Regions from separate parts of the Mus musculus genome. Here region 1 is linked to region 2. The links are chromatin contacts, called in public Hi-C maps. All regions are on one chromosome and are shown on one strand. The core of a region is the stretch at or near the end of the contact, and the rest is flanking DNA. Distances in the headings are between cores, read along the strand shown.

The links. Hi-C and Micro-C count contacts between places; a contact is called where the count stands out from the background.
Region 1: a Hi-C map of uterus shows a contact between it and region 2, with 4 times the contacts expected there. The contact joins two enhancer-like sites. A contact is called at or near these places in 1 of 15 datasets of contacts at CTCF or cohesin (the NIH/3T3 cell line), 4 of 484 Hi-C or Micro-C datasets (embryonic stem cells and uterus), 1 of 115 datasets of contacts at active chromatin or transcription factors (embryonic stem cells) and 3 of 9 other capture datasets (adipose tissue, liver and pancreatic islet).

Annotation. Positions count from the first base shown.
Region 1 is chr10:13,371,491-13,378,249 of GRCm38.p6, forward strand. The region is part of intron 1 of Phactr2 (phosphatase and actin regulator 2); the gene reads right to left. Among named protein-coding and RNA genes, the nearest start is that of Phactr2, 100 kb to the right of the region's middle. Within about 2 kb of position 4,596, at least 29 of the 459 cell types and tissues checked have an H3K27ac peak or open chromatin away from gene starts, as enhancers often do. A contact at or near this core is called in uterus, where this site is marked.
Region 2 is chr10:13,301,728-13,308,435 of GRCm38.p6, forward strand. The region is part of intron 1 of Phactr2 (phosphatase and actin regulator 2); the gene reads right to left. Among named protein-coding and RNA genes, the nearest start is that of Gm46211, 79 kb to the left of the region's middle. Within about 2 kb of position 1,789, at least 73 of the 459 cell types and tissues checked have an H3K27ac peak or open chromatin away from gene starts, as enhancers often do. A contact at or near this core is called in uterus, where this site is marked.

The DNA.
Region 1 (6,759 bases), core at 3,346-5,845, 73 kb after region 2:
CATGGGCATAGGTTAGTTTCTGTGTAAGCACATGAAGCTTTTGGGCATCATGCAATAAACAAACTGCTCATCGAGAAACCTTCCAAGTTTATTGAATGAGATCAGGGTGTGTGTGTGTGTGTGTGTGTGTGTGTGTGTGTGAGAGAGAGAGAGAGAGAGAGAGAGAGAGAGAGACAGAGAGAGAGAGAGACAGAGAGAGAGAGAGAGAGACAGAGAGAGACAGAGAGACAGAGAGACAGAGAGAGACAGAGAGAGAGAGACAGAGAGAGAGACAGACAGAGACAAGAGACACAGATAGACACACAGACACAGATACACAGACAGCAACAGAGGGAAGGTATGCGATGTGGTGCTTTGTAATCGCTAGACAAGTGCTTTACCATTGAGCTATATCTTCAGCACCATGTGACCATACCTTCAATATGAGACACATGGTGTTATGATACGTTCGGTCCCAGATTTGTCCCTTGACTCCTGTTTTCTCGCCATGTGTATTTCAGGTTCTGGCTGTGCTTCCCATCTCTTGTTTCAGCTCATGGGCACAAATAACAAACTCAGATTGACCTCCTTGGTCATGTGTCCCAGCATAGCTATTCCTGTAACTATCTACCCTGATCCACAGTACACCAGGGTCCTCCCCTGGGGCCCAGAGGTCCTTACAGATATCCTGACCATTTCATTCCACACAGAGAAACATAGGATGGCATTTACCCATGTGAACCAAGTCTCATTCGTTTTATATAAAAATCAACTGCTTCCCCCCAAACGTTATGATCAACAGTGTTGCTTATTATGACGCCTTTGCTGTCAAGAATATCTGGCTTTGGGACATCAGAAGGAAATGTAGTTCATGCTGTAGTGATCCAGTGTGTGAATACCACGTCACCATTATGGCAGGGTCTTGCTTATGCAAATGAATATGTTTTCACATCTACCTCTGAAGATAAAGGCGTAAGCTCGGTGGCAGCTCAAGGGTTGAGAGTGAAGGAAGGCCAGATCTCCAGACTTCGATCCCATTGTCAGGACAGCACCCATGTCATTAGCATCTTGCTATGGGAGGGCTGCAGGGATGTGTGCTTGCCTGTGAATACTATATACCATACATGTGAGACTTAGCGGCTATGCAAGATACTCTGTGTCAGATATGGTAAGTCAACATAATGTGTACTGTTTCTCAGATAACAGAGTAAAAATTACACTTTTGCCTCTTTAAACATCTCTAAAACAGTACAGACTGAGTGTAAAACAAAAGGAAGTAAACTATAAAAGTTTCTCATAGATATCATCACACAGTTATAATCCCAGCACTTGGAAAGCTGAAACAGGAAGGCTATGAGTTCTAAGCTAGCTTGGGCTACATAGTGAGACATTGTCTCACAAAGAGAGACAAAACACACATAGCAATAATATAAAACAACAACAACAACAAAACAAAGTTCCTCTAACATTCTCTGAGAATTGAGAACTGCTAAAACCTGGCATACAATCTCTCCAGACATTACAATATGCAAACAGTAACTGCTTCTACAAAATCAGTTTTTATAGCATATTCACATTAGCTGATTTTTGTTCAAGAGTTCAGAATTATTTTCCCCTCATTTGTGTATTGTGGTTAAAGAATTTTTTTTCCATCCCCCATATCAGGAGTAAGAGACAATTTCAGCACGTTGATGCATGTTAGTCACAGCTAGCCTCTCTTCTTAGGAAAGGTATTTGAAATGTTCATAGACAACAGATAAACAGTGTCACTAACTGGTGACTCCTTCAGATTGAAGACTGCACTCTTTCCACTCAATTCTCTTTTTTTTTGTGGAGTTTCAAAAAGTCTCATTCCACTGATAGAGCAAATCTGCCTTTAGACCACTTTGAAGATGCATGCCCAGTTCTTCTTGAGCTTTCAAATCCAATGCCCTCACTACTGTAATTATTATATATCTTATCTTCTCTCACAAGGAACCTCTACAAAAATATATTCTTTTAAACTTATACATTTGTCTTAATGCCAGTCAAAGAGGAAAAAACAAGATCAAGATTCAATAGAGCTGTTTCTGGAAAAGCAAATCTCTTATCAACATGATTCCCACGGCTTTGGGCCTCTCTGCTTTCCCCTGTATTTCTCCCAGCTCTCCTTTCCTCCTTAGATGTTCTAAGGCTGTGTAATGAGAGGGTATAAATATACTATTGTGCTCTGCAGAACATCCTGCAGCCTGGTAACAATGGCAGCAAGCAGAGCATCTGCCAGCATATGTTATGTCCTTACAACGTGTCACCTACTGTGAGCCTTCAGAAGAACAAGGGGAGACCACTTAGTCCCTGAGCTGCTGCCTGCAAAGCAAGGAGACCAGATGTATGGGAGGAGAATGAGGCGGCTGTGGAGCAGCCCAGGGCACTGAGAACACAGAGTGCAGAGGATAAGGTGCAGCGACTCAGATGTTGGAGTCCCAGGTCTGTACAACTAGAGGTGGTAAGGCTGTTGGGGACACAGAAAGACGTGGAAGACAGGATACTTTGTGCAAAGCCTTTGAGTGTTGGTTCAAGACAAAGGTGTAGACAGGATCCTTGCAGATCTCTAAACAGGAGGGGGAGCTAATATTAAAAGATTGCCCTTTGGTTCGAGCCTCAGCATGGCATGTTAAGAACTAGGGAGTAAACCAAGCTGTGTCACTAACTCAAGGGAAACTATTTTGACCCTCAGTGGAGTCTGTTTGCTCTTCTTAACTTGGACAGAACTCCTTGGGCTTTAACTGTCTGTTTTCTCAAACCACAAAAGAGGAGAAAACAGAAGATGAAAAGGAGGGTCTGTGCCTTGGAGCTGTAGAAGGAAGAACAGGGCAAGGTGAAGTACACAGGGGCCAGAGCAGGCAGGTGTATCTGTGAGTTGATGCTACTAAAGACTTAGAATTCCGGCAGGAGCTCAGTGAGTCATTGAGTCATGTTATCTTCAGTATGAGAGCCGCTACAACAAACAACATACTAAGGATGAGGAAAGGGAGACCCAGGGAGAAGCTCTAGGCCAGCTCTCAGAACACCGTCAGGAACTGCATGGTTTTTGAATTCTACATCTGGTGTTTTGGGTTATTTCATACTATTTCAAATGTTGGGATTATGTTTAAGCAGAAAATATGAGTGATGTGACTAAATGTGAGAGTTGCATTTTAAGAATAATTTTAATTCAAATAGAAATCCAAGTGCTCGCTGATGAGGTAGAATAAGGGAGCAGAGGGACTGTCCTTTCCCAAGGATGCTGAGAAGGAACCAGGGGTGTTAGGAACTTGGCTTGACGTGTGTGTGTGTGTGTGTGTGTGTGTGTGTGTGTGTGTGTGTGTGTATGTGTCTGTGTGTCTGTATGTCTGTGTGTTTGTGTATCTATATATGTGTTCTGTGTGGATGTGTCTGTGTGGATGCCTGTGTGCCTGTGTGCCTGTGTGTCTGTGTGTTCTGTCTGTGTGTCTATATGTGTGTCTGTGTATCTATATATGTGTTCTGTGTGGATGTGTCTATGTGTCTACCTGTGTGTATGTATGTGTGTATGTGTGTGTCTATATATGTGTTTTGTGTAGGTGTGTCTGTGTATATGCCTGTGTGTCTCTGTGTGTGTGTGTGTCTATATGTGTGTTCTGTATGGATATGTCTATGTGTATGCCTGTGTGTATGTCTGTGTGTCTGTGTGTGTGTATTTCTATTTATGTGTTTTGTGTGGGTGTGTCTGTGTGTCTGTTTGTCTATATATGTGTTTTGTGTGGGTTTGTCTGTGTTTCTGTGTGTCTGTGTGTGTGTGTATGTCTGTGTCTCTGTGTGTGTTGTACAGGCACATGTATGTACAGACACAACATGGAGGGCATATGTGGCATGAGTGACGTGCATGTGATATCACTTCTCCCTACCTCTGTGTGGTTTCTGGAATCAAACTCGGCCACCATATTTATTCATCAATCACCTTGACCCACTGAGGCATTGTGAAACCTCTCTTCCTCAGTGTTCTTTGTTGCTAGTGTACACCAAATGGCATCTGTTTCCCCGTGCTTTTCTGCTAACCTCCTCATGAACGTGACATTGAACTTGACCTTCCCCCATAGTCTGCCCATTCTCTGTCCACCTCTCCATTGCTACTCTGTAACTGGATCTCTATGCTCGATCCCCACATGAAATGACAAGGCTTTCTCTGCTCTTTCAACTCCTGATCTTTCCCTATGTAAATACTATTTCCTTATCAGCCACCTACCTGCAATATAAATACTTGCCCATCATGTGTGGTCCCCTAATTAATAAACCACAGACAGAATCTCCAGTCCCTGGTTATCTGATTGCATATCCTTTTTTCCACTTCAAGATCATAGACTGGAATGGTTATATTTCATAGACACTATGACCAAAGCCATTTGTCTGTCCACTTCAGAGACAGCCTTTGTGGCTAGCACAAATGTAAACTCATCTCCCTAAAAGAAAAACACATTGCCTGCAGCCCAAAGGGCAAAGTGCAGTTGGTTCTCCCTTTTATGAAAGGTGGTGGGAATCTGGTTTGGCGTGGTTAGGCCTTGTGGGTTGGCAGACAGCCAAGCATGTGCTGGACTGAACACGGATTTTACATGTCATGGCAACATTTTCCATGTGGAGTTAAGCTGAGCGTGAGGCTGCTCTCTGGAGGCAGGGGAGGGAGTTCTCTGCCTTAATCTCATATCTGTTTGAGCAGAACCAAAGCTTTGAGGTGTTTACATAAATTTCTGTGGAGCTGTGAGAAGGAAGCTATATTTGTAATCACTTTCAAAGATGAAAGGGACATTTGCTGAAACATGTAAAACATTTAAGAAAAAAAAATCTTCATTTATTTCCAGCTCCCCGTTAAAACGTGGAGTTGGGGTCTCAAGTTTGTTTTAAAATAACCCAGGCACACAAAAGTACATTAGGAGATTTTATAGTTTTGATGTTCCCTGGGAACCTTTCCTGAGACTGGGAGAAAGAAAACCCACATCTGTTAGTGTAAGGGACACTTTTGTTTACAGAGTGTTACGGCTAATGACAAAAACTGACATAAGCCAGGAAATTTAGAGGCTGGAGGTGATGCCTCGTGCTAAATGTACACTCCAGGAATCCTGGTTTTCTACAGAGTCTGCATTTTAAAGACAAAGTTGGCTCTAATTTTCAACTATCTGGCTTCTTTCAAGCGCTGTGACAGTCAGGCTATTTAAACACATGCCTTTGAACTTCCTTAATTTCAAAAAAGTGACCCACAGGTTAATGAGCACTGTAAGATGCTTATTGTTTAAGCCATTCAGTTGGCTCACCCAACTCTCCATGTCTGTTCTGAGGACCATGAAGTAAACAAGATGGATGGTTGGAAGGCTGAAGCGCCACACAGGAAACCCAAGATTTCTCATTCTGTATACCACGCTGACCATTCTCAAAGGTCAAAGTTAGTAACGTTCCGCTTTATCCTTTTATTAAAAATGCTCCCATGTTAAGCTGCTTTTAGACATGGATGTCTGCCAAATTTCCATTACTAAGAAAATAACACCCAAGTCTATGAAATGCAGATCAGTACGTAGCAGGTGATAAATTAAAAGCAAGCGGTGTGGATAGAGTTTCACACAAGCCTCGGTAAGGGAAAGAGAGCCAGTGAGTGTTTTTCCATAGGAAGTGGATCAAGTGAATGAGGGTTCTTGTGGTGAATTCTTGTTCCGCTCGACTGCAACAGTTTTGTGGGAGTTGCTCCATGTTTACAGTTTCATGCAAACCTCTAGCGGGACCTGGCAGAACATTTTTGCACACAGCAGAAGAACTTTATGATTCTGGGGTAGCAGTGTGCTTTCACATCAGCAATGATCAAGTGTCTTAACACATAAAGCAGGAGATACCTATATTGTTGGAGGCGGGTTATTTTATGTGTCCTGCTAAGGACACATATCAACTCATTCACAGCGTGAATCATTTGCTTACTTTGAAACAGGGTCCCACTATGCAGTTCAGGCAGGCGTCAAACTTAGCCTTGTCCTACCTTAACCTCCCAAGTTGCTGGGGTTTCTGGGGTTCCTGGTGTGGGCCACCAGGCGAACCACACTGTTTATAGGAAGAAGACATACCAGATCTGGGTGTGACACAGGATGCTTTTCCAGAAAGCAGCAGCAGAATGAATAAGAGCTAAGACTGTAGTATCCAGAGTTGGGGTATAAGGTACATCTGTGCCCGTGTAACTTTGAAGATGAAAGCAAGATCTGGATTGCAGCCTTGACTGCCCAACCCTAGGACTCTTCTCCAGGCTGAATGCTTCATCCCTCCAAACACTTAGAGTCAAAAACCCTCTCCATCTGCACGTTCTTAACTGTCTGGCATTATTAAGTCAAATTCTAAAAGATGATTTTAGTTGGTTGCATTGTTCTCATTGGAAGATATGTATTAAGTTTGTTGTAAAAGCATCATTTATTAATCAACACACCAGAAAGGTAAGCTTTCAAATGAATCTATACTATAATATTGGGTAAAATGATCTGAAATTTATTCTGGGATATGTGTGCATTGTATGGTGTGTGTTGGGTGTGTCAGAAGCAGACATGTAAGGCAGGACAGATCCTATGTCTTTGTTAATTAGAAGCAGAACATCTGTGGTTATAGATACAGGAAAGAGGAAGTACAGCATCAGTATCTAATTGGTGCCAATCAACCCATACCTACCCAACAGCCAACAGCTCACTCAGTTAACAACAGTCAATCATAGAAGCACATCTCGGGGGAGGTCTGATAGAGTTTCTACTGTGGTCTTTACTT
Region 2 (6,708 bases), core at 539-3,038:
AGTGTAGGATAGTCTGTTTGTGCAGCTGTGTGACATCCTGATTCACTGACGTGCACAGCATCCCCTAGACTTGCTACAGGGTATTCTACAGATTAAATAAAGTCATTCATGTATGGGGATTAATGGGATTCCGATTGAGTGGGCAAAGGGTCATTTTGTGAATGTAAAAAAAAATCAAATTTAATAAAAACACAAAGTATTTTAATTTTTGAAAACCATTACAGCCATGATAAGCAAAGGTTTCTTTACCAACAGATGAGGGGTTGGTATAGGAACAAGAAGTGGCTAAAGGAATGAAAACTAAGACAGGAACCAAGCAGTCTCTGACCTTGCTACCCTCAGGCCCTTAGCATCTCCTACAGCAACTCCAGACTCTGGGGTGAATGAAGGGTTGCTGGACTCGGGAAAAGAAGACAATTCCTGTACATTCTTTGTGGACAACCTGCCAAGTAAGACAGAGTTTCACCTCATTGGTTTGGGGATAATGATCACCCTGTTTAGGCTGAGCACACACAGATGGATGAAAATTAGGGGAGAAAATGAAAGGTCTTATATATAAAATATTAAGTTAAACAAAACAAAACAAAATGTAGCCCTGGTGAATTGGGTATATAATCACCAATATATAGGAAGCCAGGAGGATTTCAAGTTCAAATTCTTGCTGGGTTACACAGACTGAGTTCAATAGTAGTCTGGACAATTTAGTAACACCCTATCTCAATACAGAAAAGAAACAAAAAAGATTAGGGAAGGGGCTAGGGAGATTGCCCAGTTAGTAATGTGCTTGCTAGACAAGTTTGAAAGCCTGAGTTTGGAACCCCAGGACCCATGTAAAAAGCTGGATGTGGTGGCACCTCTGCATTGGGGAGGTGAAGGCAGACGGACCTCTGGGACTTGCTTGATAGCTTAGCAGTACAGGTGATCTTTATACTCAGTGGGAGACTCTGTCTCAGAAAATATGGTACACAAATAGTGATGAGGACCCATGACGATGTTATCTACAGGTATGTGCCCCCCCCCTCTCTGTGTGTGTGTGTGTGTGTGTGTGTGTGTGTGTGTGTGCAGGCTTGGGATATAGACCGATCCTATATAGAATGCCAGCCTAGTATGTAAAAGGCCCTAGATTCAATCACATTATTTTAATAAACAAAAAAGTGCATAAATAAAAATAAAATCTAGTCAATAACATAATTTAAAGTCCATGGCCAAATTTTCATTCACCCAAAATCATGGAAAGTTTCCCATAGGATGAATAGGGCAGAAATATCAACAGACCAGCCAAAAGAAAGGTGGGTACGATCTCTTAAAATGTTTTATAGTATGTATGTATGTATGTATGTATGTATGAATGTATGTATCATCTATCTATCTATCTATCTATCTATCTATCTATGCATCTATCTATCTTCTATCATCTCCAACTATTACCTAGTAACCTCATCAAGTCTCCAAAGCAGGTATCTGCTAAGAAACTGTTGGCCACACATAATCCTGGATTATTTCCTGGAGACAGACATGAACTTTGCAGGCATATAGAGAGAAAACAGGATGCTGGAAGAGAGATCCCACAGAGGAGGATTTATGTCGATTCGTCATGCAGGGTCCCAAGGCTCCAGATTTATATCCTCGTGGTCCGGCCTCAGAGATGAGTGCAAACAAGCCAGGCATTTGAACTTGGAGCAGCAAATGGAAAGGACTGAGGATGATGGATGGATCTCAGGGATGCAGCAGAGGAAGGAGAGGAGCTGCCTAGAGGTCTCCACGGCCCCAACCTCTACAGAGTGTGGGAGCTGTTAGGCGGAGAGTGAACTTAGGGGAAATACTGTTAGGCTGTGTTTAGATCCCATGAACCTCAGGTGTTGGCAGGACATCTGGGGGAAGATGTCCAAAGACAGTCAGGACTGCATTACTGACACACTAGGCAAGAAGTTGGAGTTGAATTTGGTGGAGTCTTCCAAACAAAAGCAGCTGCAGAGGGATGAAGATAAACTCAGGGAAACAATTACATTGGGAACAAGTAAGCTCTGTGCAATAAGAAACCTTGAACGTTTTTTGGCACCGATGATGATTGAGCCCAGGAAAAGATCTGTTTGCTGTTTGTTTAAATGCATAAAGTGTGAAGGGAGCTGAAGCACAAACACGGTCTGAGAAGGCCCCGGGGTTGGAGAGGTGAAAAGGTCCAGGGAAGAGGGCTGCAGAGCCATGCTAGCCAGATTGCTTGTCCAGCCGTGCGCAGACCAAAGACAGACTAACTTCCTTAGGGTGGCAACAAGACTTGCAGTGGTGGGGAGAATCTGAACCTCATCTGGTGACTATGAGGTCACCAGGAAGTCAGGAGATGATGTCAACAAAGGCACGTTCAAGAACACTCACCAGATGACACAACTTCACATGAAGATGTGCACACCCTAGAGCAAGATGGTGGCAAGTAGCACAGAGAGCCTGGGAGAGGTCAATTCTACCCTTTGTGTAGGATTGCCACTAAAGAGCAATGTGTGTGTGTGTGTGTGTGTAGGGATAAGGCTGGGTTGAAATGTAGCTCAGTTGGTATACTACTAACCCAGTTTTCAAAAAGCTCTGGCCTCCATCCCCAGTGCTATGGAACCCAGGAGTGGTGGCATACACCAGCAATACCAGCAATCTAATGGATGTGGGAAGATTCGAAGTTCAAGACCATCCTTGGCTACATAGTGAGCTCAAGTACACGGCAGCTATGCAAACAAACAAAATAATAATAATTAAAAAGCCAGGGTAGGATTATTGCTAGAAAGCAATTACCAGGGAAAGCCAGGTTTGGGGCTGACCAGAAAAGGAAGACGTCTACAAAAAGATGGAGATGTGGAAGGAAGTACTGAGTACAGAATGGAAGCATTTCATCATGATTAATTCACAAGCAACTCTCGGAGCACTGGGCAGGGAGCTGATGAAAGAACTTGGCGGGCAGGATCTCTGCCTGAAGGAGCAGCGAGCCAGCAAGGGAGGATGCCGACAGTCAAGTGGTCATTCAATGTAGACCGATGGTGTGCTAGGAGGGCAGGCACAGGACAGTGCTGCTGGGCCCACTGTGATGCCACCGAGGGTTCCCATGACAGGCACGACATGAATCGGTCTCCAAACTATGAGTCACAATTTGGAGTGAAATTACTCAAGGGCTTTAGCCTAATTTCATCACGCTGCCTAACAGGTGGGGAAATACCCTGTTCAAATTAAACAGGAAGCTATTGAAAAGTAGCAGAAGGAGATTAACATTCCGCAGTTGGTACAGCTAGTTCTCCTGAGAGGGAGGAACAATCCCACCAATTAAAAATCATCTTATAACAGTGATGCCTTTACTGCTGATCTGGATTTTTTTCCACTGCAGTGTAGCCATTAAGGGTATTTCACTTGCAAAATATCCCATTTTGGTTTCTTTAAAATGACGTGTGGGTTCACTGAGCATTCTGGCAAACAAATTGTACCAGCTGCACTTGGGTATAACCCCAAACTCAAAGCCCCTGAATCCAATCTGGACACTATCCAGGCAACTGGCTCATTCCAAAATTCTTTTCTCATAGTGTGTTTATTAAGAATTTCAATACCGAAGGCACCCTAAATATGCATGAGAAAGCTGGGGACTCCATCTGTAACTGAAACTTACAAGTGGCTGGATGCAATTCACTAATGTCTTCAAAAGACATACAAATAATTACTAAGTGAGCAAGGAGAAAAAAATTCATCTCCTTCCTTAAAAATGTATGTGTCTGGGTCAAGGGTCATGCATGCCCATGTGCACACGGGCAAGCCAGAGGACCAACCTCAAACATCATGATGTGGGTAGCATCCACTTCACTTTTATTCTTTCTTTATTGGAAATAATTTTTCTATACAATATATTCTGATCCCAGATTCCCCTCCATCAGCTCCCCAAAATCTGTCCCACCTCTCTACCCATCCAACCCTGCCCCGTCTTCTCTCTCTCTCTCTTTAGAAAACAAAATAGGCAAAAGAATAAAGAAATAAAGCAGAATAAAACAAAACAGGAAAAATAGAAAAAGCATGAGACACTCAGGTATACACACACACATGCACACATGTATACACACACACTCACATACATACACACTAGTGTGCATGCACATACACACACACACACACACACACACACACACACACACACATGCATGCACACGTATATACACACAAACCCCATAAAAACATAATAGGAGAAACCATGAAGCAAAAGAGCTGTAATGTTAAAACCAAAGTGCAAACATAACATTATGAGACAAAACAGCTCCCAAAGTCTCATGGAGTTAGTTTTGTGTTGACCAGCTACTGCTAGGCATGGGGCATAGGTTTGATTTGTATACCCAGTGAGACTCTACTGAAAAAAAAAAAACTGATTTTTTTTTCCTTGAGAGCAGCTGTCAGTTGGAGATAGCTTGTTACCCATCCGGATTATTTGTGAAGACAGGGTCTGTCACTCTCACTAATTAGGCAAACCGGTATGACCAATGAGACCCAGGGATGTGCGCTCCTACTTCCACCTCTCCAGCACTGGATTTCCAGTGGGTGACGCCACTCCTGGCTTTTTGGTTGATTGGTTCTGCAGTGTGAACTCCATTTCCCCATGCTTGCAAGCACTTTACTGTCTTAGCCATCTCCCCAACCCAGGGCCACCTCTTTATGAAGAAGAAATATGTACCCTTACCATCTAGTCTTATCAGGTCAGGAACCAAATAGGCTTTTCCTGGCCTTCCATACTGTACCTATGTCACAGAAAATTCTGGTTAATGTTTATAAATAAATACCTAACCCAGGGAGGAAATATGGCAGCCAATTCCCAGGGCCTGGCCTAACTAGGTCAGGACTTATTTTATCAGGTCTTCAGGTTTTTCACTCAGAAGAAATTATTCCCAACAGTGTGTTCCTGTATAACTCAAAATATTTTGAAAGATAATATAACAAACACTAATGTCTGAAACTGGAAAACTATCAAAGACAGCAGGAAGGATGATGCATGCTCTTAAGAATGGCTTAGACTTGGCTGACACATTTCTTCAGGTGAACAAATGCCTAACTGCTGCTTGGGAAGGGATGTGGAGACACTTCATCAAAGGCACATCGCTGAAAACCATCCAGAAGGATCTCTATTGAGAAATCTCTACTTCCCTCACAGTGAGCACAAAACAATAATTTCCTCCCAAGCACAATCAAGGCCACACCACTGACAGCCCCAAACTTTCTAAGCAGGCCCAAGAACAGCTCCTATTGTCTTGGTTTCATCTCCTTCTTCTGATGAGGGGAGTCATAAAAAAGGTATCTCTATCATTAAAAATACAAACAAACAAACAAACAAAACCAGAAAGAAGCCACTACTTAGAAGGCAGAAGCAGGAAGATCTTGAACTTTCTGGTCTGGCTGATCAGGACAGCTTGGTCTATATAGTGAACCACAAGACAGACAGAGCTGTGTAGAGAAACAACATATGTTGTCTGGAAAAAAATAACAAAACAAACGAGAGAGAGAGAGAGAGAGAGAGAGAGAGAGAGAGAGAGAGAGAGAGAGAGAGAGAGAGAATGAAAGACTAAGAAAGGAAGGAAGGGAGAGAGAGAAAGGGAAAGCAAAGGACAGGACAGGACAGGGAACGGGAAAGGGAAAGGGAAAGGGAAAGGGAAAGGGAAAGGGAAAGGGAAAGGGAAAGGGAAAGGGAAAGGGAAAGGGAAAGGGAAAGGGAAAGGGAAAGGAGGGGAGGGGAGGAGAGGGGAGGGGAGGGGAGGAGAAACAAGAAAGAATTGGAGTGAGAGAAGTGGAAATTATGTAAATACAGAACTCACGTATGAAATTCTAAAATCACAAATTTTCTAACCTAAAAAGATCAACACAAAGGCAAACTGTTGATGTAAATGGGACTGGAATCTACCTCGCTTTGGTTGTTGATGTAGATGGGACTGGAATCTACCTTACTTTGGTCTCTCTGCTTCGCAAGGAATCACACAGACGACTCTGAATCTCACAGACAACCAAGAAAGCAAACCCCAACTGCACACTGTATTTTAACCTAAAATTAAAATTTCATTTTCCCATTATTATGGGTGGCTCAAGTCAATACTTGCTTTTTTAAGTCACTAAGTACTTGAGAAATATGTTGCTCTCCAAGATGAAGCTGTTCTGGGGTTGTGGTGAATGGCTGGTAATGTACTATAATGTGCCCAACGTCATTCTTTCAGACTAACCTTTGGCCCAGAGTTTCTGACACAATCTCAGTAGAGCTCCTCTCCTGAAAGTCAGTCTGCTGCTTCTTAGCTCTACACTACAGTGTCCAAAGAAGTCAGCGAATGGTCTGTCTTCTTCAATCCTTCAGCTACTTGGCAACCCAGTATGACTTTGGATGTTTTAGAAACCAAGAGATGATCACTTTTAGAACAAACTCAGACCTGTGAGGAAGATAGGGGCAAAAACATGGGATTCCAGACCCGGAAAGATTTAAATTGAATAATCTGAGCTTTTGTTTCCTAACTGCTAACCTTAGGCAAGTAATTCAACCTTGTGGAGTCTTCGTATGGCTGGAGTTCACAGGAATAATAAATGTGAACCAGTAGAAATGGGGCCAACGAAAAGTTTGAGGGAATGGAAGGAGTGTGGGGTATGGCCCATAATCTTCAGGGCAGTGAAATTTCTTTTAAAAATATTTGCTTTTTGTCCTCTTGTAGAAGAAGTCTCCAGGAA